Linked DNA regions of Mus musculus: regions 2 and 3 are each linked to region 1. Evidence: chromatin contacts called from public promoter capture Hi-C data. All regions are on one chromosome and are shown on one strand. Each heading gives the region's core, a stretch centred on a gene start, on an enhancer-like site or on the middle of the called end of the contact. The rest is flanking DNA. Distances are from core to core; before and after follow the strand shown.

Region 1 (4,417 bases), core at 737-3,236:
TGCTGTATTGCTCTTCTCTTAACAGTTCTGGGCCACACTGCCTTTAAAAACCAAAGTGTAGTAGTGCATGCCTTTAATCCCAGTACTCAGGGAGGCAGAGGCAGGTGGATCTCTGTGAGTTCAAGGCCAGCCTGGTCTACATAGGGAGTTCTAGGTCAGCCTGGGCTGCACAGTGATACTTTGTCTAGGTGAGTGTGTGTGTGTGTGTGTGTGTGTGTGTGTGTGTGTGTGTGTAGTGGAAAGGGGATAGAGAACCTTATTACATTGTTTGCTTTGTACTTAAAACTGCTACTGACTGAACTTAAAAAACAAAACGCCTATATTTAAATGTTTATAAAGGGGCTAGAGAGATGGCTCAGCAGTTAAGAGCACTGGCTGCTCTTGCAGAGAACCTGGGTTTAATTGCCAGCACCCACATGGTACCTCACACCTGTCAGTGACTCCAGTTCCAGGGCTTCTGACACCCTCACACAGGCATGTATGCAGGCAAAGCAGCAGTGCACATGAGATACAAATAAGCCATAGAAAAATGTCCATATTTAATCTTTGTACCTGTAGCTTTTCAGATGAAGTGAAATGCTAACTATGAAGAAGAAACTTTAGTTCACACTCAGAAAGCTAGAAGAATTTTAGCACGAGGTTGCATAGCAGGGTGACTGCAGAGAGAGTTGTACAGTATATCTCAAAAAGCCAGAAGGAAGGGTTTCCAAAGTTTTCACCCTAAAAAAAAAATAAGAATTTAAAGCGGTAGGTGTGTTTACCTTGATTACAATACATACACAAGTAAAAGCGTCTCATGGTGCCCATTAATGCGTAGAATTTTTGTGTCTATGTCATTTTAACAAGACTATTTACTTATTTATGTGTCTGCCTGTTTGCTTTTTGAGACAGTCTTGCTATGTAGCCCAGGCTGCTCTCTTATGGTGATCCTTCTGCCTTAACCTCCTGAGTGTTGGGATTATAAGTGTGTGCCAGCATACCTGACTTCACCCCGTGGAAAGAGAGGCACCATAGTAGCAGCAAACAACAGCTTTCCACCTGCAGCGGCCGGAGGGGTCTCACCAGAGACCTCTGCTCAGATGAGGCTGTGCTTCTTAACTTTGCCAAAGAAAATAATTTCAGAAGTCAGTGGGAAGCCAAATTTGAGTTAAGAGATGTTAATGTAGATTTAAGCAAGGCTTTAATAGAAACTGCATCGCTAATTGTGTGAGTGAGTGTGTGTGAGTGTGTGCATCTTAAGAGAAAAAAATCACTAAATATCTTACAACGGTCATATACAACACTGGTGGCTTCTGAAGTTAGACTGGTCAAAGGTTTCTAAAAAACCTTGTTTTCGGAGGAAGGGTCTACTTAAGTTTTATGTCTATGGGTGTTTTGCAGGCACTTAAGTTGGTGTACTTCATGTGTGCAGTGTCCAGAGACACCAGAACAGGATGCATTTTAATTGTCAAACGTGTATAAAATCTAGTGAATGACCTTTAACCACTCTCTCTTTTCAAAGGATCTATCTCCAGAATTCTTAGAGCAGAAGGATCAGCAAGACTTTGTCTATCAAGACCTTGTCTACAATACTTTAAGATAGTGTCTTTTTTTTTTTAAGTTTAAAGGAGCTCTTCTCCTTTTCACGAGAGTCCAATAATCACGCATCTGTTTTTATACTCCTAGACCTTAAAAGGGCTTGTAAAACAGGGGCTGCAACTACTGTAGCTCAGTGTCACTTGAGTAACAGGATTTCGTGTACCTCAGTGGTGCACACACTTCTATGATCCGAATCCTAATTTATTGATTTAAGTTGTGAGGCTTATCGCCTCAGCTAGGACCTGAAGACTGAAACCAAATCGGTTCGTTTTAGATCTAGCAGTCAACCGGAACCAAACCTAGACCCACGTAAAAGGAAGTGCAAAGGTACCTGCAACGGTTGTCCAATCAGAGTCGGGGGCGGGACCAGCACTGCACGCCGTGGTGCGCATGCTCGGCGCCCGGCCCGTGGTTGGCTGTAGGAAGGCGGGAAGCTCGAGCTGGTCGGCGGCAGGCGTTGGTACCTGCTGCGGGGCGCTCGCGATTTCGGTCAGCCTGCGGGGTAGGTCTCTGCAGCGGAGGCCCGGGGAGGCGCGTGCGGGGCCTGGTGCAGGATGGCGCGGGTCCCGGGGAGCTGGGCGAGGCGGCGGGAGCGCCCTCGCTGGCTGGGCAGGGGGCAGGGGGGCGGGTCCTGCGGGCCGAGCGATCTCGGAGGCCACGGCCCCCGAGGCCGCCTGGGGCCAGAGAACATCAGGTGTCAGCCAAGAGCTTGTGGAACCATCTAGCACCTCCCCTAGGCGAATTACCCACCCACTAGTTCTCTCTCGCCCTCTCTCCGCTCCTGGTTTCAACAAACAAACAAAAACACACCATTTACATTAATTATGGAGGATTTTGTAGGTAGGTAGATTGGAGTCCCAAAGTCTAAGGGGAATTTACAGTATGAAATGGAAATCTTATTACCCAACGTGGCTGGAAGCCAAAAAGCAGAAATAGCAAGGCCTGTTGCTAGCTGTTGGAGTTTTATTTATTTTCTTGCATCCTAGAAGTTGCCACACCCTCTTCCCCATGTAGTCCAGAGGAAGGCAGAGATTCTGGCTATGATTCTATAATCCCTCTTGTCTTTCCTCTCCTGGGACCTTTGTTGTTTCTGATTTCATAGGATTTTGTGGATTAAACAGGCAACAGTAATTATAAGTAATAATATTACAGAAAGTATTTGAGTACTGTGTGTCAAGCTTTGTTCTGAATTCTTAAATTAATCTCACCGTTGCATAGTCGTATGCTTGAGTGTGATTAAGAGTGAATAAGACACAAGAGGAGACACGGATTTAAGCTAACTGCAGAATCACCTGCTGGGAAGGTCATTGGTGCACAGTTATTAAGGCAAACATGATGTGCTCCAGATATCAGCCTGGGCTGGCCGTTTTCCTTGGGAGACCTAATCTCAGCCGTAGCGTGTTACAAGCCTCAGAAATCGCAGCATTTCAATAGAGCTGCCAAGTGGCTTTACATCTAGGGCCTGTAAAAAAGGTCTCAGCAAAACTAGTTTACAAACCAGCTAGAGCCGGTCGGAGATGGAAGATCTCAAGTTCAGAGCCAGTCTAGGATCTATAGAGAGCCCTTGTCCTAGAAAACAAAACAAACTAGTAAAGATGCTAATATGTTTTGGGAAATAAACTAATTTCTGTAGTTCACCTTTTTAAAAAAAAGATTTATTTTATGTACACTGTAGCTGTCTTCAGACACACCAGAAGAGGGCATCAGATCCCATGACAGATGGTTGTGAGCCACCATGTGGTTGCTGGGAATTGAACTCAGGACCTCTGGAAGAGTAGTCAGTGCTCTTACCCGCTGAGCCATCTCTCCAGCCCCTGTAGTTTACTTTTAAATGCATCAACAAATTAGATCAACAAAGCACCAGTTTCATAATTTGCTTTAAGGTTGTGCTTGTAGTGATGGTTTGTATTTGAAGAAACCACAGAGCATGACGTCCACCCAAATCTTTTAAATGAGTTAAAATTTGCATCAGATAGTTAATGTATTTCATTTTAACATTAATGAAATTGAGAATAGCTTTCAATGCAATGGTGGATATAAAATAATGCCATATTTGAAAATTTATGGCATTTTAGATTTAACAAAATATGATATATTTAACCAGTGTAGTTTGTTATAAAGATAACATTGTCTTTGTGGGAAATTTGAAGTTTGAAAAGAACTCAGAATAAAAATCACATTTTAATCTAACATGCGGAGATAATCAGTGTTAATGTTATAGCACATATTTTGCTGGTCTTATCATGAAATTCATTTATATTTCTTAAAATTTTACTTACACGTTGTGTGTGTGTGTGTTTGTCTATGTGTGTGTGGGTATGCCTGTGCCATGATGCATGTATAAAATTAGAGGACAACTGGTGGGAGTTGGTTCTCTTCTTCCACCACATATATGGATTCCAGAGATTGAATTCAGGCTTCTTGGTCACCAGGCTTGTCTTTACCCACTGAGCCAGCCATCTTGCCAGCCCAACAATTCATTTGTTTTATTTATATAAACCTTATGTATATAGGCCCAAAGAAAAAAATTTTAAAGTTAACGATTTTACATTTGCTTGTTTTGTTTGTGTGTGAGGGTGTGTGTGTGTACTATGATGTGCCAGCAGAGGTCAGAGAACAACTTGTGGAGGTTGGGTCTTCCTTTTTGCCACACCTTAGTCCTGGAGATTAAACAGGTAATCAGACTTGGTGACAAATGCCTTTAACTGCCAGTCCAGTTTACAGGCCCCAAGTAATAATATTATGTAATATTTTTGGTGTCCTTGTAAATGTGACTATGACTTGCTATATTAGACTAAGTGAGAAGGAATATTCTATTTGTGGTACTAATAATTGGCTC
Region 2 (4,417 bases), core at 976-3,475, 610 kb after region 1:
TTTAAAAGAGTTTTGGAAAATGTAAAAAATAATCATTTAAATTTCAGAATTTTAAGATCAATGTTATGACTCCTCGGGCCAGTCTAATGTCCACCAGCTCTACTACCACACACTGTGAGGTCTATCCGTGTCTGTCCTAACAGCTTCCCTTGTCTTTCCCTTGCCTACCTTTGCCATGTTCATTAGCATCTCCACCATTTGGTAAGCAGGGAAACAGAGCAGAGCAAACGCAAATCAATCCACTTTGCTATTTGATAACTAGCATAAAATTTTTCTAGAAAGGGGAACTTATTGGTAAAATAGGACTTTAGGATTATCTGTGAATAAAAACTATTTCTGAAACATTACATCTCCAGTTACCATGTATAACTGAGTATTTCTTGTTATAGAAGAAATGTATGCCAAGAACTCAACATTTTTCTTATAGTTATCCCCAGGGGATTAGTATTCGAGTTTTATATACATGATGATGATAACTTCATAGATTATTTCTCTTTTTAATTTTCAGTAAGTGAAAATTTGTTTTAGGCTTTAAGCATAAGAAAGATCAATGGGGCTTGTTACAAAAGTAAAAAAAAAAGCAATGGAATTTGAACGAGCCAACTATGTTAACTGGTACCTATAAGAAGTAAGTGAAAACGCTTATGCAGTATTAAGAAAAGACTGTATTTTAGAAAGATCTCCCAAGAGCAAAGCTCTGGTCACTCAAAGCAAACACACAGCCAGCCTCTCAGCTGTATCACTTGTGTTATAAATCATAGCTTTCCGATTTCGTTCGACTTTCAAACCATGGGAAAATCAGCAACGTGTAGCCCATTTATTAGTACTTTGTGATTTTGTCATTTTCAGCATTTCCATTTCTAGTCATTCTTTAAAACGCACTTGGCCCACACAGGCCATACAGGTGCTTTTCTTCTGCACGACTGCTATATAGGTTACCTTTTCTGGATGCATGTTCCCTGTTACCCTGTTGGCAAATGCAGTGGTAAACTCAGACTTCAACCACACCTGACGTTTAGTTTGAAAGCTATCAGGTCACAGAAAGGTTCCATATAGCGAACCCACACTGTTACAGACAGGAAAGGCATTTATCAAGGGTACATTCACCACTGCTGGGTAGGTTACAACGAAAAGTCCACAATTTTTACACACTTTGTAGGAATTTGGCTATGACACCAGAACCTCACTTCATACCTCTGCCTGGCGATAATCTTGAAGTTTGGCAAACTCATCAGCAAAGTCTTTCAGACCCTGCTTTAAATTTGGTGTCTCGGTAGAGGCATACAGGTTGATTTCGTTCACTAGGAGGTCGGCTTTGTCTCGAAGCCTGGCAGTTTTCCGTACATAAGCAGCAAAGATTTGGCAAAGCTCTCCAAAATGCTTCTCCACATTTGTGACAGCATCCTGCAGTTGTTTTGTTTGAGCATCTCTAGAAAAAGGAGACACAGAACACTGTTCTTAAAACAGTAAGAAGGTGCCCCGTTAATTTTACGTGCAAACATTCCCGGGCCTCCCTAAAGCCCTGAAGGGCAACATTCCCAACTCTTCCAGAGGCCCGCGCCTTCTCTAGGACCTCACGCAGGCTCTGGTCCTGCCTAGAACCTTGCAGGCCCGGGAAAGGGCCCGGGCCTGGTGGGCCGAGAAGGGGCGGCGCTGCTGCGGCCTGGGCACCTGCGGCCTCCCGGGCTCTGTACCGCGGCAGGGCCCGGCCCAGCTCAGGGGGACCGATCGGCCGGGAGACTCTCTCGGCCCGGCACTCGCCTCATCCGGGTGGACGGACTGCAGAGCGCCACGGGGACCGTGCGGCCTCCTCCCGCCCCAACCGGCTTCCAGGCCCTCGGCCCGGCTCCTCTCTCCCACCCGGCCCTTTCCTTCGGGCAGCCTGCACGACGAGGCCCCGGCGGTTACCGCTCATCCAGATTGCGCCTCAACATCTTGCCTTTCCCGCCGCCCGGGACCCAGGATGGGAGCCCAACGAGCGCGGCTCCGGGCCGCCAGGGCGCGCGGGAGCAGGCGACGCCGCCACTTCTACCGGGAGCTGAGAGCGCGCAGTGCGCGCCGCCCCGCCTGCCCGGCGTTTCCGTGGCGACGCGGCGCGCGCCCCGGCGGTCAAGAGCAGGGCAAGGGAGACCAGAGGGCATGGGGCAGAGGGAACACCAAGCATCCTCCTTCAGCTCCTGCAGCTCTCTAGCCCTCCCAGGCTTCTGGGAGCGAAGGAGGAAAACCAACCCACCAGCAACCGGAAGGGGTACAGGAAAATAAAGGTGAACGGGGTTCAGACTTAATGCGAAGCTTGTCCCTGTGCTTCTCTGTTGAATGAGACAACGTGTGGGCTCGTGGAAGCTGCCTTTGGAAAAGAACCGCTCTATAAGTTAGATTTCTATAGCTGTGATGAGACCCCGACAAAAATCAAGTTGAGGAGGAAAGGATTTCTTTGGCTGACATATCCCAAGTCACAGTTCTTTAAGGAACTCAGGGCAGGAACCTGGAGGCAGGAATTGAAGCAGAGGCCATGTAGCAACACTGCTGGCTGGCCTATTTGATTGACTTTCTTATATACCCCAGGACCTCTTGCACAGGGGCAATACTGTCTACCCTTCCATGTCAATCATCAATCAAGAAAACAGCCTACAGGTCAATCTGATAGGGACATTTTCTGAATGTTCCCTCTTCTCGGGTAACTCTAACTTTGGTCAAATTAACCAAACAGAAACAAACAAACAACAATAACAACAATAAAAATAAGAACAGTAACAACAAAACAGAAACAGAAAAAAAAGCACACCAGTGCTTACTCCCTCATCTTTACTGGTCTTTAATGCCATCTGTTCCCCCTCTTGCAGGTAACTGAGTTTCTACTTTGTGAAAAAGATTGTTAGACCCAGTCGAGGTATGGGCCTGAATGAAGGTTCCCCAATTGGAAGAGTCACAGATAACCCAGAGCCTTCCTCTAGCTTCTGAGAGGGAGTCTTCTCTTCCGAGTGAACTTGGGGTCCAACTTCAAGCTTTGTCTACTTCTCAAATGCCCATAATTTCTGAGAATAAAGTCTTTGCTCTTACAGTGCTCACAGCCTTGGTGGAATGATAAAGCTAGCCAAACAGTCAAACACATATAACACAGCCCAGAAATGTGCTACCGTGTCAGGTTTCGTTGTATAAACAAATTATAAGGCCTAGTGGCTTCCACAACTCCACTAGTCAGTTTAGGATTCTGTAAACGACACAGATGGTTCTTCTTTGGTTCTGTTCAGCTAGGTTCTTTCCTGCCTTTCCAGGTGGCGAGTCTGTTACTAGCAGTATAATTTCACTAAATGCTATGGTGCTGAGCAAATAAGTTCTGCAATTGGGAGGTAGGGAGCCAGATGTGTCCAACCCCACCCCCTAAAAGCTCATCTTAAGACCAGTAGGAGTAAGAATTGCTCCCTCCTTGTTCTGGGCCTGCATGCCATGGTAGTGCATGTATCCTTGTGACCCACACCTCTACCACCATTGAGGTAGTCACATAGCCTGGTGGCTACATTACAGGCTTAAGCACCTGGAATTCCTCTTCATGCAGATGAAGCATTCCCAGTACCTCAGTACCAACCAATAATGTACACTCACCCTGAAAAATACCTACCCACTACCCAAGGTTTATATAGCCCTTATTTTCCTCAAATAAAGAGAGCTGTAACTCTGGAAAAACGTCCAGCCAACAGAGTTCCTGCAGACCCAGGACCCACCCTGTCTGGTGATTCTTCATTTTTTCCAATCCAGCCTAGTGCAAAACAGTGCCTGAGTACCCTGAAGGCTGAAGCAGAACTGGCCAATTTGAATATGGTTTGAGTGTTCTCAAAGAGTACATGACGCAGAGGCTTGGTTTGCTCTTTAATGTATGGTGAGAGGTGTGGACATTTAGAGAGCAGCCTAAAAGCCATGGAGACTACCGCTCTTGGAAGGGATTAAGGTGTGTGTGGTTGTTTGTTTGTTTGTTTGTTTGTTTTTTTGAGTCTCTTATTATTAGTTTCTGGAAAGGTTATAGACCAGAGTCTTACCCCACCTGGATGTGACTTTTTCCATCTATACCTGTTGCTACCATCATGACCAAATCCACTATATGAAGTCTATCAGAGCAGAGCTACTAGCCAGAATTGTGAACCAAATCAACATGTATTTGTATACACTTGTCAGCCTGAAGTATTTTTGAAAGATTTATTTATTTATTTATTTATTTATTTATTTATTATGTTTATGTGAATGCCTCTTGAGTTTATATGCACCTTGTGTGCACAGGAAGGCCAGAGAAAGGTTTCCCTGGAACTGGAGTTGCAGGCTGTTGTGAGCCACCATGTCGGTTCTGGGAATGAAACGAACATCTGCACGAGCAATAAGCCCTCATAACTTCTGATCCACTGCTTCAGCCCACTAGCCACAGGTA
Region 3 (4,417 bases), core at 563-3,062, 530 kb after region 1:
GCAGGAAGTTCAGGCAGTACTTCAAGGGTATCCCTGCTCACAGACAGTGCGAGGCCAGACTGGGCATTATATGAGAGACAACAGGTGTCTTTGTCTGTCTGTCTCTCTGTCTGTCTGTCTGTGCATGTATATGTGTCTATGGGTCTGTGCGTATACATGCAAACACTGAGTGGGTTAATGAATTCTATACTTCGGCTTCTTGTTTAGTAAAATGGAGAAAAAAACAGGACCTACCTAATAGGGTCAAAGTTTAGAAATATGTCTGGCATCATGTTGCTACTTTTTAAACTGCAATTATTATTGAACTATGAAAACTACTTACTTGCTCTAGGAATTACATTTCTGCATCACTAAACCATATGTATGTGTGTTTAGTGAGTTTTAATTTTGTCAATATCTTATTGGAAAATTGCTTTCATTCAAATACTCTTTCTCTAGAAAGAAAATAAATGTTGTTTGTAATTACAAGTAGACTCAGCTAGTTAAAGAAAGAATTCTCTAAGGACTAAGTAGAGCCAGCACCTGTAGGAGTCTATGTACAACACACACGTCTTCATTCATTGTCATGAAAGCAATACAATGCAGAACACGTTTGCTCTTCACACTCCATCTTCTGACACAGTGATCCGCACTGCCTTAAGTGAGACTCTACCAGGCCTAAAGCAGGAGAGTTAACCAGTCTGAGATTCACAGCATTTTAGACTTCAGTAAATAGGAAAAGACTCATTCTGAGTAGTTAAGGGAGAACTAGACCAATCGATGCAATTAAGTCTAAAAGGACAATGTGAGCAAACAGAAGTCATCAACAATAAAAGGGACAGGTCCTAAGGGAATATGTAACCACAGATGCAAAGCCACGCGCTGGGAATGCAGAGGTAGAAAGTGAGGGAAGCCAGGTGTCCTGGCCCACGCCTTTAATCCCAGCACTCAGGAGGCAGAGGCAGGCGGATTTCTGAGTTCGAGGCCAGCCTGGCCTACAAAGTGAGAGTTCCAGGACAGCCAGGGCTACACAGAGAAACCCTGTGTCGAAAAACAAAACAAAACAAAAAACAAAAAAGAAAGTGAGGAAGAGACAAGAGTTCTCTTAGTTTCCAGTATATGTCACACAGATGTCACAACATCTCGGTTTCAGTTTCCTTTGCTTACAAAATCTGATTATAGTCACAGTTGCAAACAGCTTTAAATATCTTGAATTTGGAAGTAGAATTAATGGTCACAAGAGTTTACTAATTCACATTTCTTCCCTTGCTTTCCTGTCAGGGTACCTCACTAGACGCCTCAGGTTATTTCTTTTCTATTTCTATTCTACTTTTCTTAGGCGGCTTTCAGGTGCCATCCTAAGGATTCCCTGCCAGAGACTGACTCCGGGGAATGAGTTCCTGGAGGAGGGTAGGGTGGTGGCGCCTGGGTGACTGATCTCATTGTGTCAGCCGTATCCTCCCAGGAAACCCTTTCTTAGGTTTGATAGCTGTGCATTTTCTGAAACATTCTCCAAATAAAATGTCTGGAGTGCTGGCTGTCAGGAGTGCTTTATTTTGGTCAGAGTCCATCCACCCCCAAACCGCCTCACCTAGTGCATCCCGCCGCTGGTTGGCGCCACAGGGGGCACAGGAGAGCGCCGAGATGTCAAAGTACTGGTTGAAGTCGCAGGTCTCAGGCCGCCGGAAAGGGAAGGAGAAGATTTGTGCCCATGAGACTTCGCAGAGAACTAAGAGAAGGTAGGCGGTGCCAGTCCGGGATGAAGAACGAGATCTGACCGCCATGGCCGCCACAGGCCTTGTACGCGTCACCATGGTACCCATATCCTGGGTCCGCAGTCTCCAGCTCCCCAGCAGCCTCCTCGGTGAGTCCGCTGAGCTGATTGGACAACAGGGTTCAGAAAAAAAAAAAAAAAAAAAAAAAAAAACTCAACCTTGCGACGCCTGGTTGCTAGGTTACCACGCACGCGGGAAACAATGGATCAGACATATGCTAAATAAATTAGGGGCGGTTATTTAAAATGTATTTAAAACTCTGGGACGCAGTCAATTTACCGTGTCAGGAAATACTACTACAGCAATGGAAAATATATGGTTTTAGCACTTAAAAGTGTTTCATGAAAGTGGCAATCACACCTACATGACAGTTTACCCAGGGGATTAATTTTGACAACAAAGGAGGTGCCCTATGTTTTTACTTTTTTTGTTTGTTTTGTTCTGATTTTCGAGACAGGGTTTCTCTGTATAGTCCTGGCTGTCCTGGAACTCACTTTGTAGGCCAGGCTAGCCACGAACTCAGAAATCCCGCCTGCCTCTGCCTCTACAGTGCTGGGATTAAAGGCGTGCACCACCATGCCCGGCTTTGTTTTTACATTATTTAAAAAACACTAAGGGTAGGGATTGTTTCAAGTCCTGAGTTTGAGTTTTAGCAAAGCAATACAAACAGAAACCCTCATTGATTTTATATATAATACCTTTATGACAAAAGTCTAGGAGAAACCTTGCCTACTGAATCTTGATTTCATACTTTCTCTGTATTGTGCATAAAGCACCCTACATATACACCTCATCTCACTTGGTTTGAGAACCAAATTTGGATATACATGAATATTGCCTATTAAAGTGCACAGCCTTGCAGACTGTTAGCGCAACAATGCCTAATAAAAGCCTCATTCTCCCTTTCTCCCCTGTCCCTGGTTCTCCTCCCTCTCCCAGAGGATAACTCTATTTCCCATCCCAATAAACCCCCGACTGGAGAACTGCCACATAGTGTGATTGTTGGGAATTGTCACATACACCTAACAGCACAGTAATAAAAGGTTGAAGGGATGCTTTCTGTAATACATACTTTAGGTAAGGCAGCCCGAAGGCCTGTTGTAAATACAGCTTGCTTTTATCTGCCTATGCAACTGCCCTGTTTTTCTCAGGTTTAACAGAAATCACAGGAGAGGATGGAAAACTCTGCAGCTTTCCACTTCCAAAGCGGTTCATTATGATGAAAAGAAAAAAAAGAAACCTTTTTGATTTGTATATTTTACAATTGCCTCACATCCCCGCCCCCCAGTGGAAGTTTTCAGGGGTGGGTCAGGGGCTCACAGATTGCCTAGAAATAGAGCATGCACAAAACCATACTACACTGCAGAGAACAGCCTTCCTCACTCACACCCGCCAATCACTGTAACCGAAGCAGTACGTCTGCGCACGCGCGTTCAGAGCGCCAAGGGGTGGCTGGTTGGGCCTGGATTGCGCATGAGCAGAGAGACGGTGCATCGGTTTGTCCGGACCGGAGGGGAGTGTGGTCTCCATTTTCTTCCGGCCGTGTTGGGCCTGGTAGGCCGTGCGGAGACTGCGGCGTCGAGGAGCGTCCCTTCTCCGTTTGTGTGGTGTGTGGTGACTGCCCGGTGCGAAGCACTTCTCAGGATGCCGGGCATGGGGCAAGGGAGGGGGTGAGAGCCGGAAGCACGGGCGTGCTGGGCGGGGGGCGAGCGCGGCTGGTGCGGTTAGGGCGGCGCTCGCTGACCCCCGACTTCCTCCTGTCAGCCTCCGTGTGGCGGCGAGTGAGCTTCCTGGGATCTTGACAGCGAAAATCTCGGAGCAGCGCCTAGGTATTTCTTTTCTTTGCCATGTCCACGTTGGTAGCGGCGCGGGAAAGGCCGGTTTTCTCGGGCTGGAGGTGCGCAGAGCGGCGCGGTGAGGTTGGGAGCCAGTCCCCTCGGGCGAGCTGGGGTGGTGCGTTTGCCCTCAGGACCGCGGAGCGCAAAGGAACGCGGGTTGGGCGGTCCTGGTTAATCTGAAAGCCGTCGGGCACCGAGTCTGGGGGCAGTATCAGATCCGACCTAGGATGTTGGCCTGGCGCTAAAAGAAGGAAACTCTGATCGTTGGCTCGGAGCGTGGACTAAGTCGAATCGCAGTCTCCGGAGGATTTCCCCATCGATGATGATGGATAACGGGGGAAGCGTGTGTCCTGTGGAATCGTCTTCACTTAACGGTTCCTGACCCGGAACTATGGCCCTATGTGGTCATGACGCCTTTTTATTTTAAACATCTACATCATAAAAGGCAGATCTTATCAGAGGATATTTGTGGACTGAGGTAGATTTTCTGCAAGGAAAATTCTTATTTAGGATTTTAATGGTTCTTGATACTGGGTAGTAAGAACGTTGGAGGCACATAGTAAAACTTGTCTCTCTTGCCAGGTCTGGAAAATGGCTATGTTCGTTAAAATCAGCTCTTAAGTCCAGCCTACTGATGTCCTCTGCATCATGATTAAAAGATGCACACATAAGATCATTTATTTAAGGTGATCTAAATGGAAGGATGGCTTGGTAAAATTAGCAACGTTGATTAACTTATGTTTATCATTAAATGAAATTTCAAGGATCCCCTCCCTTTTCGTAGCAGTTCAATAGAGGCCTGACAGCAGTGGCATCACTAAACAA

Evidence for each region. Promoter capture Hi-C pulls out the DNA fragments that hold promoters and counts their contacts.
Region 2: a promoter capture Hi-C map of hippocampal neurons shows a contact between it and region 1, with 4 times the contacts expected there. The contact joins the promoter of Cibar1 here to the promoter of Rad54b in region 1. A contact is called at or near these places in 11 of 39 promoter capture datasets (the 3T3-L1 cell line, the C10 cell line, the HPC-7 cell line and 7 more) and 2 of 115 datasets of contacts at active chromatin or transcription factors (astrocytes and embryonic stem cells).
Region 3: a contact with region 1 is called in a promoter capture Hi-C map of liver, with 4 times the contacts expected there. The contact joins the promoter of Tmem67 here to the promoter of Rad54b in region 1. A contact is called at or near these places in 18 of 39 promoter capture datasets (the 3T3-L1 cell line, the C10 cell line, the HPC-7 cell line and 11 more), 1 of 15 datasets of contacts at CTCF or cohesin (the NIH/3T3 cell line), 7 of 484 Hi-C or Micro-C datasets (B cells, CD4 T cells, embryonic stem cells and 3 more), 15 of 115 datasets of contacts at active chromatin or transcription factors (T-cell acute lymphoblastic leukemia, astrocytes, bone marrow-derived macrophages and 10 more) and 2 of 9 other capture datasets (adipose tissue and liver).

Annotation. Positions count from the first base shown.
Region 1 is chr4:11,556,934-11,561,350 of GRCm38.p6, forward strand. Rad54b (RAD54 homolog B (S. cerevisiae)) reads left to right here and starts at 1,987. Exons shown (of 15, transcript NM_001039556.3): 1 at 1,987-2,080. LOC115489931 (predicted GPI-anchored protein 58) reads right to left here and starts at 2,886. Exons shown (of 3, transcript XM_030253962.1): 1 at 2,871-2,886; 2 at 1,910-2,359. The coding sequence starts at 2,886. Gm35693 (a long non-coding RNA gene) reads right to left here and starts at 1,893. Exons shown (of 3, transcript XR_390401.4): 1 at 1,742-1,893; 2 at 981-1,098; 3 at 519-720.
Region 2 is chr4:12,169,790-12,174,206 of GRCm38.p6, forward strand. It overlaps Cibar1 (CBY1 interacting BAR domain containing 1), which reads right to left and starts at 2,226. Exons shown (of 9, transcript NM_026558.5): 1 at 1,909-2,226; 2 at 1,195-1,429. The coding sequence starts at 2,141. Gm46846 (a long non-coding RNA gene) reads left to right here and starts at 4,244. Exons shown (of 2, transcript XR_001784247.2): 1 at 4,244-4,417.
Region 3 is chr4:12,086,145-12,090,561 of GRCm38.p6, forward strand. Tmem67 (transmembrane protein 67) reads right to left here and starts at 1,813. Exons shown (of 28, transcript NM_177861.5): 1 at 1,571-1,813. The coding sequence starts at 1,793. It overlaps Rbm12b2 (RNA binding motif protein 12 B2), which reads left to right and starts at 3,226. Exons shown (of 4, transcript NM_198957.2): 1 at 3,226-3,379; 2 at 3,519-3,583.